Linked DNA regions of Capsicum annuum: region 1 is linked to region 2. Evidence: chromatin contacts called from public Hi-C data. All regions are on one chromosome and are shown on one strand. The core of a region is the stretch at or near the end of the contact, and the rest is flanking DNA. Distances in the headings are between cores, read along the strand shown.

Region 1 (5,122 bases), core at 2,117-4,616, 500 kb after region 2:
GAATCTGAACCTAAGCTGCTTGCATCTGGAGATGATTACTCGCAACACGTATTTCTTCTTTCATTGGTTGATCATCCGAATCCAGTTCTGGTTGATTAAGGTTCCGGACAAATTGAGTGAATGCAGGGAAATGTTCAGGAGAAAAGAAATCAGCACCCATTCTTTGATATGTGAACAAGCTCATTTCTTTGTCACCTGACAAGTTCTTCTTTATCTGTTCCAAACCATTTGCTGCATTTGCAACCAATGAGTTTTGGCCCAAGATTTCCACTCCGTGCTTTCTGCAAGATGATGTAATTTGAGATAGCACCAACTCTGGGCTCGAGAGAGATTCGTTTGGCTGGTGATTGTCCGAGAGATCCATCCCAGGCAAGATAATTTGGCACGAATGCTTTGCAAACATCTCCACAACTTCTACATAACCATCTCTGTTGGCAGTGTTATAGAAGCCGGATGTTAGCTCGCTAGGGTGGGACCGGGTTCTATACCAAGAGTGTACAAGGGGAACTTTGCCACAAATGGAGATTGGAACGTCATGGAATGTTTCAGAGGCAAGAGAAAGAAGTTGGCTTCCATGTGAAATCAGCTGCTCTGAGTACCAAGAAAGGAAAAAGTCACCATAACTCGTCTCCCAAGATCCTCCATTCTCCTTGAAGAAGTTGCTTGTCATAGGTGGTTGATCATAACCAGGGGCGTCGTGCGGACCACCCAACCCCCAAAGAGGATTCCCATTGCTTTCAGCACACTGTGTGAGAGAACTCAGCATGTATTTATCATAGCACTGGAATTCACCAGCTCCCTGATGATTGTTCATTTTGGATGGATTGTGACGAGAAGGATAACAAAGCTCGCCTTCTGGTCCTAGACCAATGGAAATGCCCTGAAAGATGACATGATGTACTAATGTGTTTAACTTCTATGCATTGAAAGATAACTACCCTTTTTTTGTGCAGAAAATAAAACATGTAACTTACTACAGCATGTTAAAATATTCTAATAGTGTAAGAAATCTTTACGTTCAGTGTATACAAGTCAAATCCAATGCAACCATAATGCTCAAAAGCTTGAAAGTTAAACTGAACAAATTCATACCGTGATTGTGGTACCCATGAATGGGGAAAACGTAGCTTTGAAGCTCTCACAGAACTCTCTGTATACTTCAACTGGAGTCTTTCCATCAAGGACGGGAACATCAGTAACAGCAAAGGAGAGACAATCTTTATAGCTTTGTCCTGATCCGTTTTTAAAAAAGATACTAGGATCAGTTTCACCAATCCGAGAAACCCATTCTGGGAGTGGAATTTTCGCTTCCTCTGATGCATGGAAGCAAAGTGACACATGAAGCTTAAGTCCCAACTTCTGGATCATTTCAGCAAGTGCAAGGTAGCCTGTCCAGTTATACTTTCCCATGGTTTCCTTCTCAACAACTCCCCACCAGATTGGGAGTTCTATGCCATCTACACCTAGTAACTTCAGCGCTTTTAATCCAGCTGCAATTGCTCTAGCATGGTTTACTGTATTAGTATTTGAAACAGCATCAAGTGGCAACCCAACAAATAGTTTCACACCGTCAGTCTGCAAGAGTGTTTCCCATAGAGCAAGACATGTCAGTATAGCAATAGAACAATGTTTTAATAAGGAAAAAGTGTAAAAGAAAACGATAAGGTCCATGGGGCTTAAAGCAAAAAGTGAGAAATGAAGCGCACACTCCCATTAAGTGCATCATGAAATTTTCGAAAGTAAGAGAATATCAAACATATATGAATTTAGTACTATGATAATCAAATCACAATTAACATAACCAATTTTAGCATCCAATAAACAATAGCGTTGGTATTAATCCAATTTCTCATTGATGTTCCTAATTATTGAACTATTCAGGACATTTGAACTTAAGTCACTCGCAGACAGTAAAACGCAAACAGTGCACTCGCCATGCTTTGCACAAGGCAACTCCACTCCACACAAATGCTAAAAATTTACCTACATTACAATGCTGTATTCATAAATTCATAAACCGAGGACTAGGAGAATTTCTAACCAAAAAAACTTATTAATTGACTGCCGGAACAATGTAAGCTGTAGTTGCTTGATTAGAATGGTAAAAACACCACAAGACAATCGCATATCAATTTTATACCAAAAGTTTGTAGTGTTAAGGACTTCAACCAAAAACATCATTTTACTTTCCACTTAAGAGCCTGTTTGGATGAGCTGGATTTAAGTAGTTTTTAAACTCAAAGTGGTGGAGCTTATTTTATATTGAACAAAAATAATTATTTGTAGTTAAAAAAAATTAACAGACTAATCAAAGAAAAACAGTTGTCAAGCCAAAATAAAGAATTGGGCAATCCCAATTATTTGGCTTAAAAGCTAATCTGGATTTTACCCCACACTCCAAAAAGCTTAAAAGAAGCATTTAAGCCCATTCAAACAGGCTCTTACAAGTTTTTTTTCTTCCTTTTTTCACTATGTTCAAAGGCATGGAAACAACCTCTTATCATATATGCAAGGGGAAGCCCTTTATTGTTTTCACAATTCATAGATACAAAGCCCCAAATACTAAAGAAAAAACAACACGACAATTAGCATATTCTATAACACCCTCAAATTTCCAAATTTTTGCCATACAAAATGAAGAAAATAATTATAACCAATACAAGAACAAGAAGATCTATCTTACCTGCTTAGGATTTCTGTTATTCTTTGATAGGACTGGTTCAGCTTGTGAACAACCAGATGCCTTCAGACTAAACCTACTCAAACATTTTCCACCCAATTTTACACTTTGGCCAACACATATTTTTGAATTTTTCAAAGAAGAAGAGATGTTCACAACCAGATTCTTGGTAAAACTACAATTCACAGCTTCTCTGCATCCCAAATCATTCCTACCAAAATTCACCTGAGAACTTCCCATCACTGAAACCTCCATAACTTTTTCCAGAAGATTCAAGAATCTGAAATTTATAATATGACTAGAAAAATTGATCTTTTGTCACAGAAAAAGGGCTTGAAATACTAAATACTTAACAATCAGTAAAGGGGGTTTCAAGTAATTGGGTAAATGAAGGATTTAGAGCTACAAAATTTGAAGAAAATTGAAGGAATTGTAGATGTGGAATGAAGATTGAAATGGATTTGGGACCAATTTATATAAACAAAGGAAAGAGGAAAGGAAAGATGAATGTGCCACGTGTCGACTCTACAGCTAAAGAAAATTCAACCGCATAATTTTAAGCTTTCTTTATTTTTTTCTCCGAATATTCTCAACTGTTACATATTAGCAACTTGCATAATAACAACCACACCAACATACTCAAACGTAATTTGAAGTAGACCTTGTCAACTTGCATAACGTTATTTTGAATATACTGTTTTGGAAATAAACTTTTTAAAAGAAAGAATGTCGATTGTTATAGATTTTTCCTTTTTTGTTTTTTTTTTTAAATTGATAGTAAGGGAAAAAAAAGATTTTCGAATGATCATTAACAAATAAAAATTTAAATAACTAATTAATTAAACTATTAAGATTTTTTCGATCTCTTCGATCAATCGCTTAATAAACTTAATTTGTTAGATTAGTGATAAGTTTTTCAATTGATGTGTTTCTTACTCTCTTTCACACCATACATGTATAGACCTAAATAACAAATACTATTAAATAAAGAACAAACACAATAATATATTTGAAATTCAATCCCATGTTCAGAACATGCAAGAGGCTATTTTTTCCCTCTGAAATAATGACAACATCTTATTTACTGAAATTATGAAATTTTTAGAAAGTATTACCTTTTTTCAGATGTTGATGTAGAATAATTTTTTGTTAAGCTTTTTTTTTCTTATAAAAATATTTAAATAAATTATGCATTTTTATATTTAATAAAATATATTTTCTTCCAAAAGTTATATGATCCTCAAAAAAATCGATTATAATAGATTCTTTCCCCTTTTATTTTACTTATATAATGAAGTACATATTATTAAATTCTTGTTCGCTACGGAGTAATGTTAAGAATAGTAATTACTGTTAGCTTGGGGGTAATGTGAAATAAAACGTGTGAGAACCACCTAAATAGAAAATCAGATGAAAACACAAAAGAAAGATGGATATTTTGTGTGGATAAGAAAAGATGAAAGGTGCACTGCTGCTGATGTCAACTAAATTGACCACCATTTATTTCATTTTTCTCACTTTTTGTACGATTTGCTTCATTTACTATAGTACTGTTTAAATCTCAATAATTCAGAAAGCATAAACAATATGTTGGGACACGTGTCATGATCCAGTGACTCTGCTGACTCACTTCCATGCCAGCTTCCTTATATTATTCAAACAAAGCACTCAGTAGATTCCTGACTGATTGGTTCTGATTGCTGATCATTAACAGTACATCCTCAAGAAATTGTGGATAAGGTTTATGCTTATGTGGAAAAAAGAAAAGATGAATGCTGATCTGGTTTATAACATAATTTTGATTTAGATTAGAGTTCGACTCAACTGTTGCAAATTCATCTTTTATTTTTGTATTATGTATAAATAAATGGGGTATAGTAATAGAGAAATTTATTTGCATCACATCTGAATTTTAAACACGATTTAAAATAACTTATGAAGATTTTTGCTTGTACTAATCTTATATTATGAGGATTTGATAATTTACAACAAATAGGATTAATTGAACCACTTTCAAAAATCAAGCTATATAACTTTGTCCTTCGTGGATGCGGGAGTGCAATCATATGAAAATACTTCTTCGACTTTTATCTTGTTTTCCCAATTATTTATCATGAGTAAATTTCTGGAATAAGATATTTTTTGGATAGGGGGGAAAAGAAAAAGTGCAATAGATCTGTTCCTAATTGATTTTAGAGTCTTAAGAATATGGCTGGCCTGTTTTTGGTAGTTGAAAGTCTCACTCAGAATAGAACAAGCCTATTATCTATTATGTCCACTAATTTTTTGAAAAATTCGTGACCAATAGGAAATTACTAGTGACTCGTTTATCTTGTATTATTGCTCATACAATTCTTATAGTATTTAAAATTTGTAATAATTCAAACCCATATAACCAAATGAAATACTTTCGATCCAATTTTTACAGTTCAAATTATTTTT
Region 2 (5,039 bases), core at 688-3,187:
AAACTAACTCATCACAATCCTTTTGACCAATTTAACACTCAAGTCAAATCAAACAAATATCACATGCTAATGAGTAGCCTGTCTTAATAAAAGTCAATGAGTTCATGAGACCACAGGAACTTCAACATTGTAAAAGAAAGAAGCATTAGAGCGTGTTTGGTATTACTGGAGAATATACTTTGAGAAAAAGATTTTTGCTGTTTGGTTGATAGTGGGAAATTTTTTCCATAAAAACTATATATTATAATTAGTAATATCAAATTGCGGAGTGTTTTGATGAAACTTTTGAGTAAGGGGTAATCGACTAAGACTAATAGTTAAGCCAAAAGATGGTTGTACAAACCAGACTTAACGGCAGATCTGTTTTCGTACAAACATCAATTAACAAACTTTAAGTGCTATTTTGAACAAGTAATATTTTCTTTACTGAATTGAGAAACAAGACCAACTGCAGCCTTCAAAACTCGAGATTACTGGGCTCACCCCTCTACCCTTATCCATTTACATAACATGCTTAGTCTGCATTGCGACAAGCTTAAAGAACAAGATTGACTAACGAATATCTTCACTTCTGAAAATCATAATAGTACGGGAAAAGAAAATAATTGAAGGAGGGAAAATGAAAGCTGATAAAATTCATTTAAGGTAAGCTTTCAAGATAATGCATCAGTTAACCCCAAGCAACCATTGGGCAGTTATTGTTGTTTACTGCAAACTATAATGCTACAGAAACATTATGGACTACATGGCATAAGCAACATTTTAAATGCAATACCTACCCAGCATTGAAAATGATCGGCGGAAGCAGGTATATGAAGAAAAGATCTTCGCTAAACACTAAAATATGTGAGTTCTTTCCTCCACTTATTAGTAGAATGACAACTCCAGTGCAAAGACCCTGTCATCAAAAGGCGAGGAACCACAAATACAAATACAAATATCAGTTCATTATCTATAACCAAAAAACACAAAATACCGATAGCAACAACAAAATGAACTCACGATCACAAGGGCAGTTATGGACTCATTCATCCATCTATTTTCCTCCAATAGATGACCGATCACGATACAAGCGCAGATAAGTGCGACAAATAAGTTTATTGACACCACAGATTGATGATCAGAAGTTGATAATCTGTTCAAACTTGCCAGCAACATCCCAGAGTCGAACACCATTTTTTCAGTAAATCCTCAATTCACAAAAGCCTTAAGAAAAATCACAATAAAAGTTTCCTCTTTTTCAACAACTGAATTTCCAACTCCCAATCCAACCTTAAATCCAATCCAAACGATTCCTGCAACAAACCAATTAAACAATTCTCAAATCCTAAAATTAATAAATTCTCAAAAATCCACATATATAGAAGCGTATAAATGCAGCTATAGACAATCACGTGGCGTCGTGTGGATTTAAAATTAAAAAAAAAAAGAAATAGAAAAGAGAGAAAATGACAAGGCAGGATCAAAACTAGCCACATGAATCAAACTCATCGATATTCTTTCTTTATTTCATCAAATTACCATTTGTAATCGCATCAAAGCATAGCTCATATCATAAATTTACGAAAAAAACATAAAATGAATGACGATAAATACAAAAACTTTACGATGAAAATTGGAGTGAAAACGGGAGATTAAAACCACTGGAAATTCAATCGGATCTCAGATGTTTAGCAAAAATTCAAACTGCTGCAGATTCAGCAGCAGCGTCTTTTGCTAAATTGAGCACAAAAATCAGTCCACGAAATTGTAGCGCTGGAATAAAACATGAAAGCAAAATGGAAGGAAAGTGGGGACAAAGTCAAATTGAGAAACAATTGCGACAAGTGACAGAGGAAAGTTGTAGTTTTAATTTTATTCTATTCTAAATCAAATGATTAAGAGAGAGATATAGTAAGGAGAGAAGATCGAGCCGAGCGAGCGATAAAGGACAGATGGAATTTAAGGGTAATTTATAGTTTGGCTGGAATTAAGACAGAGACTGCTCTTTCTCTACTCATCATCACCGTTCATTTCAGCATATGCTGATGTGTCTATTTTTTCACTTTAATCTGAGCTTCATTTTTAAGTAAACAAAAAAAGAACAATTTCCTAATCAAGAGATTATTTTAAGGACTAATTAGTAGTAGTCTTTCAAAAGCAAGATTTAAGTACTGGTGTTTTAAAAAGTAGGAGTGAGCCGTTTTGCACAAATGAGTTAAGCTCAAAACAGCAGATGTAAATTTTATATATCGTTAATTCTATAATTTTATTATTAAAAGTCTCATGTATCTATAATATTACTTATAATTTGCATTACTAAAAATAAATAAAAATAAAAATTTATGTTACTACTTAATTTAAATGTGGTAAAAATATAAAAGGGTTACTAGAATAAAAGGAAACGGCTATTATTTAAATGGGGAAGAAGAAGAGGGAGAATGGGACCAACCACGGCGATGATTGTGGTCCTTCCGAATCTTAGGGTGTAGGTATTAATGCAACTTCTCACTTTTAGCCACGGCTGATGCCGTTTTTCTTTTTGTTTTATTTACTACAGGGGAAAAAGATTTAACACACCTTAAAGGATTTTGACCGATTATTTTTTGCTGTCGCTTTTACTTATTATATTTTAATTTATATATTTATTAAAAGATAATTAATAATAATTATTTTATTATAATATTTCTATTAGATAATATTTACATTATATCTTAAAAATTAATTTGAAGAAAGAATAATTAATATTAAGAATAAAATATTAAAAAAAAAATTATATGTCAAAAATAATAATGAAAAATAAAAGTTCAATTAAGAAATTAATAAAAAGTATAAGCGAATGGAGAGAACAATAATTTACTTCTAAACACTTTATTTACATTGTGACGTGACATATTTCAAAGTTTTAGATGCAATATATTTTTCTTTAATTTTAAAATTTTCATATATCTTTTGAATATTTCAAACTATCAAATATCATGGTTTATAGTATTTATATATATATATAGTTTTTCAATATATAATTTTATTTTAAAAGTTTAAAGATTTCATGCTCAAATACACAATCAAACTTAAACTGCTTAATTTTCAAAATTAGAATTGTATCATATAAATAGGATAAAAAGAGTACATTTTTATAAATTTATAATGCTTCTGTTGGAGAAGAATAATTTTGTTAGGACGAAAGTTAGTATCTTGAAATATGAAATCTATTTTTTGGGGACTAAATCAATATTTTACACCATCATTAATTAAGTGAATTTAAGGATTTTCTTCATTATTTTATTATATCAGTCTTAATTATTATTATATATCATTTACATATTAAAAAATTAATAATATTTAATAAAAAATATAAAATAGATATTTATGACATGTCTGTTTCAATTGCTTCAACCGTAATTTTACTATTTTATCTCTAATTAATTATTATAAGTTATTTAAATATTATAAAAATTAGTAATATTTAATAAAAAGGATAAAATAAACAAAAAAAGGATAAATTAACTATTGATATTTTAAATTAACTTGACATATATGAGTCTCACTAAAAAAAAATTCACAACTATTTTTTATAGTAATTTTGCTATATCACTTCTAATAAGTTATCCCCTGATTAATTATTATATGTCATTTAAATATTAAAAAATTAAAAAACTTTAATAAAAAAATAAAATAGACATTTATGACATGTATGTTTCAGTTGTTTCAACCATAATTTTACTATTTTGTCTCTAATTAATTATCGTGAATCGTCTAAGAATCAAAAAAAAAAAAATTGATAAAAAGGGTAAAATAAACCAAAAAAAATAATAACTATTGATGTTTTAAACTAACTTGACATCTTATATGCAGCCTGCTTAAATTTTTTTTCACAACTATTTTTTTGTAGTAATTTTATTGTATCACTTCTAATAAGTTATTATAAGTCATTTAAGACATGTTTTCTTTGCGACTTCAATCGTGATATTTGATTGACTCTCAAAATTATATCAGTGTCACTTAAATTAAAATAGAATAAAAAGTATTATAAATCACAATAATTAAAAAATTAAATTATTTTAAAAATATAATGAACTATTAATGCCACAAAAGTTTAGACAAGGAGAGCATTATAAATTATTATGGCTAACAGTTTAAAATAGTAAATTATAATATAAGAAATTTATTATAAATTACAATATGTAATAACTTAAAATATCTAAAAAAAAATATTTAAAATATAATTAATTAACTAAATTTTATTTTTGTAACATAAATTGAAACTAAAAAAATATATATTGCACGAACCTTCAATATCTAATATATATATAACACATTTCTATTTGATTCTTTGCACGTTAGTCATATATTAGTGTGTAGGGGTTGAAGTTTATAGCTTTGTTGAAGACTCATTTATTTATCCACTAGGGTACTTGGTTGCACTTCGCGCAACTAAATAAAGAAATTTTTTTACACATAAAATAAATTAAAAAAATAGTATTCCATATTTAGATTTCACTAAAGAAAAATAAAAAATTTAAAATAAATGAATAAAATATAAATAATCTCCACATTTAATTTAAAGCTTGTCATCCCTTTTTTTTTAATTTATAGTTCTTATGATATTTTTTTAATACATTAGTATTGAATATGATGTTCATGAAATACGAATACATGGACTTGAGAAGAAAAATTAAAATAGATTAGTATCTTGTTAATCGTGAATAGATTAGAATCTTGTTAATCGGGAATCTTTCTCTAAGCGCTTCAACTTGAAACAAAAAAGAAATGAAATCACAAAAACTCAGTGAATAAGAAATATTTATAAGATTGGATACCCCCAATAACTACAACTATTATATAATACGTAATAAAATATCAATATTTTTTAGATAATGATTTCAAGTCAAAAAGCAAATTCACATGTCAAGGTACCAAAAAAAAAAAATAGATCGGTAGAAATAAAAATTACTTAGGAGCTTTTTTTAGATCGTAGTAGAATTTGTTCATCAATTTTATTTCGAATCATATAGAATATATCGCGTCTAATAGAAATAGAACTAGTATAAAAATATCTG

The links. Hi-C and Micro-C count contacts between places; a contact is called where the count stands out from the background.
Region 1: a contact with region 2 is called in a Hi-C map of leaf, with 2.4 times the contacts expected there. The contact joins the promoter of LOC107842408 here to the promoter of LOC107842448 in region 2. A contact is called at or near these places in 2 of 5 Hi-C or Micro-C datasets (leaf and placenta).

What each region holds. Positions count from the first base shown.
Region 1 is chr1:183,181,683-183,186,804 of UCD10Xv1.1, forward strand. It overlaps LOC107842408 (inactive beta-amylase 9), which reads right to left and starts at 3,367. Exons shown (of 3, transcript XM_016686244.2): 1 at 2,684-3,367; 2 at 1,093-1,575; 3 at 1-880. The coding sequence starts at 2,935. The coding sequence ends at 11.
Region 2 is chr1:182,685,671-182,690,709 of UCD10Xv1.1, forward strand. LOC107842448 (sodium/hydrogen exchanger 2) reads right to left here and starts at 1,938. Exons shown (of 15, transcript XM_016686299.2): 1 at 1,608-1,938; 2 at 1,003-1,295; 3 at 780-898. The coding sequence starts at 1,176.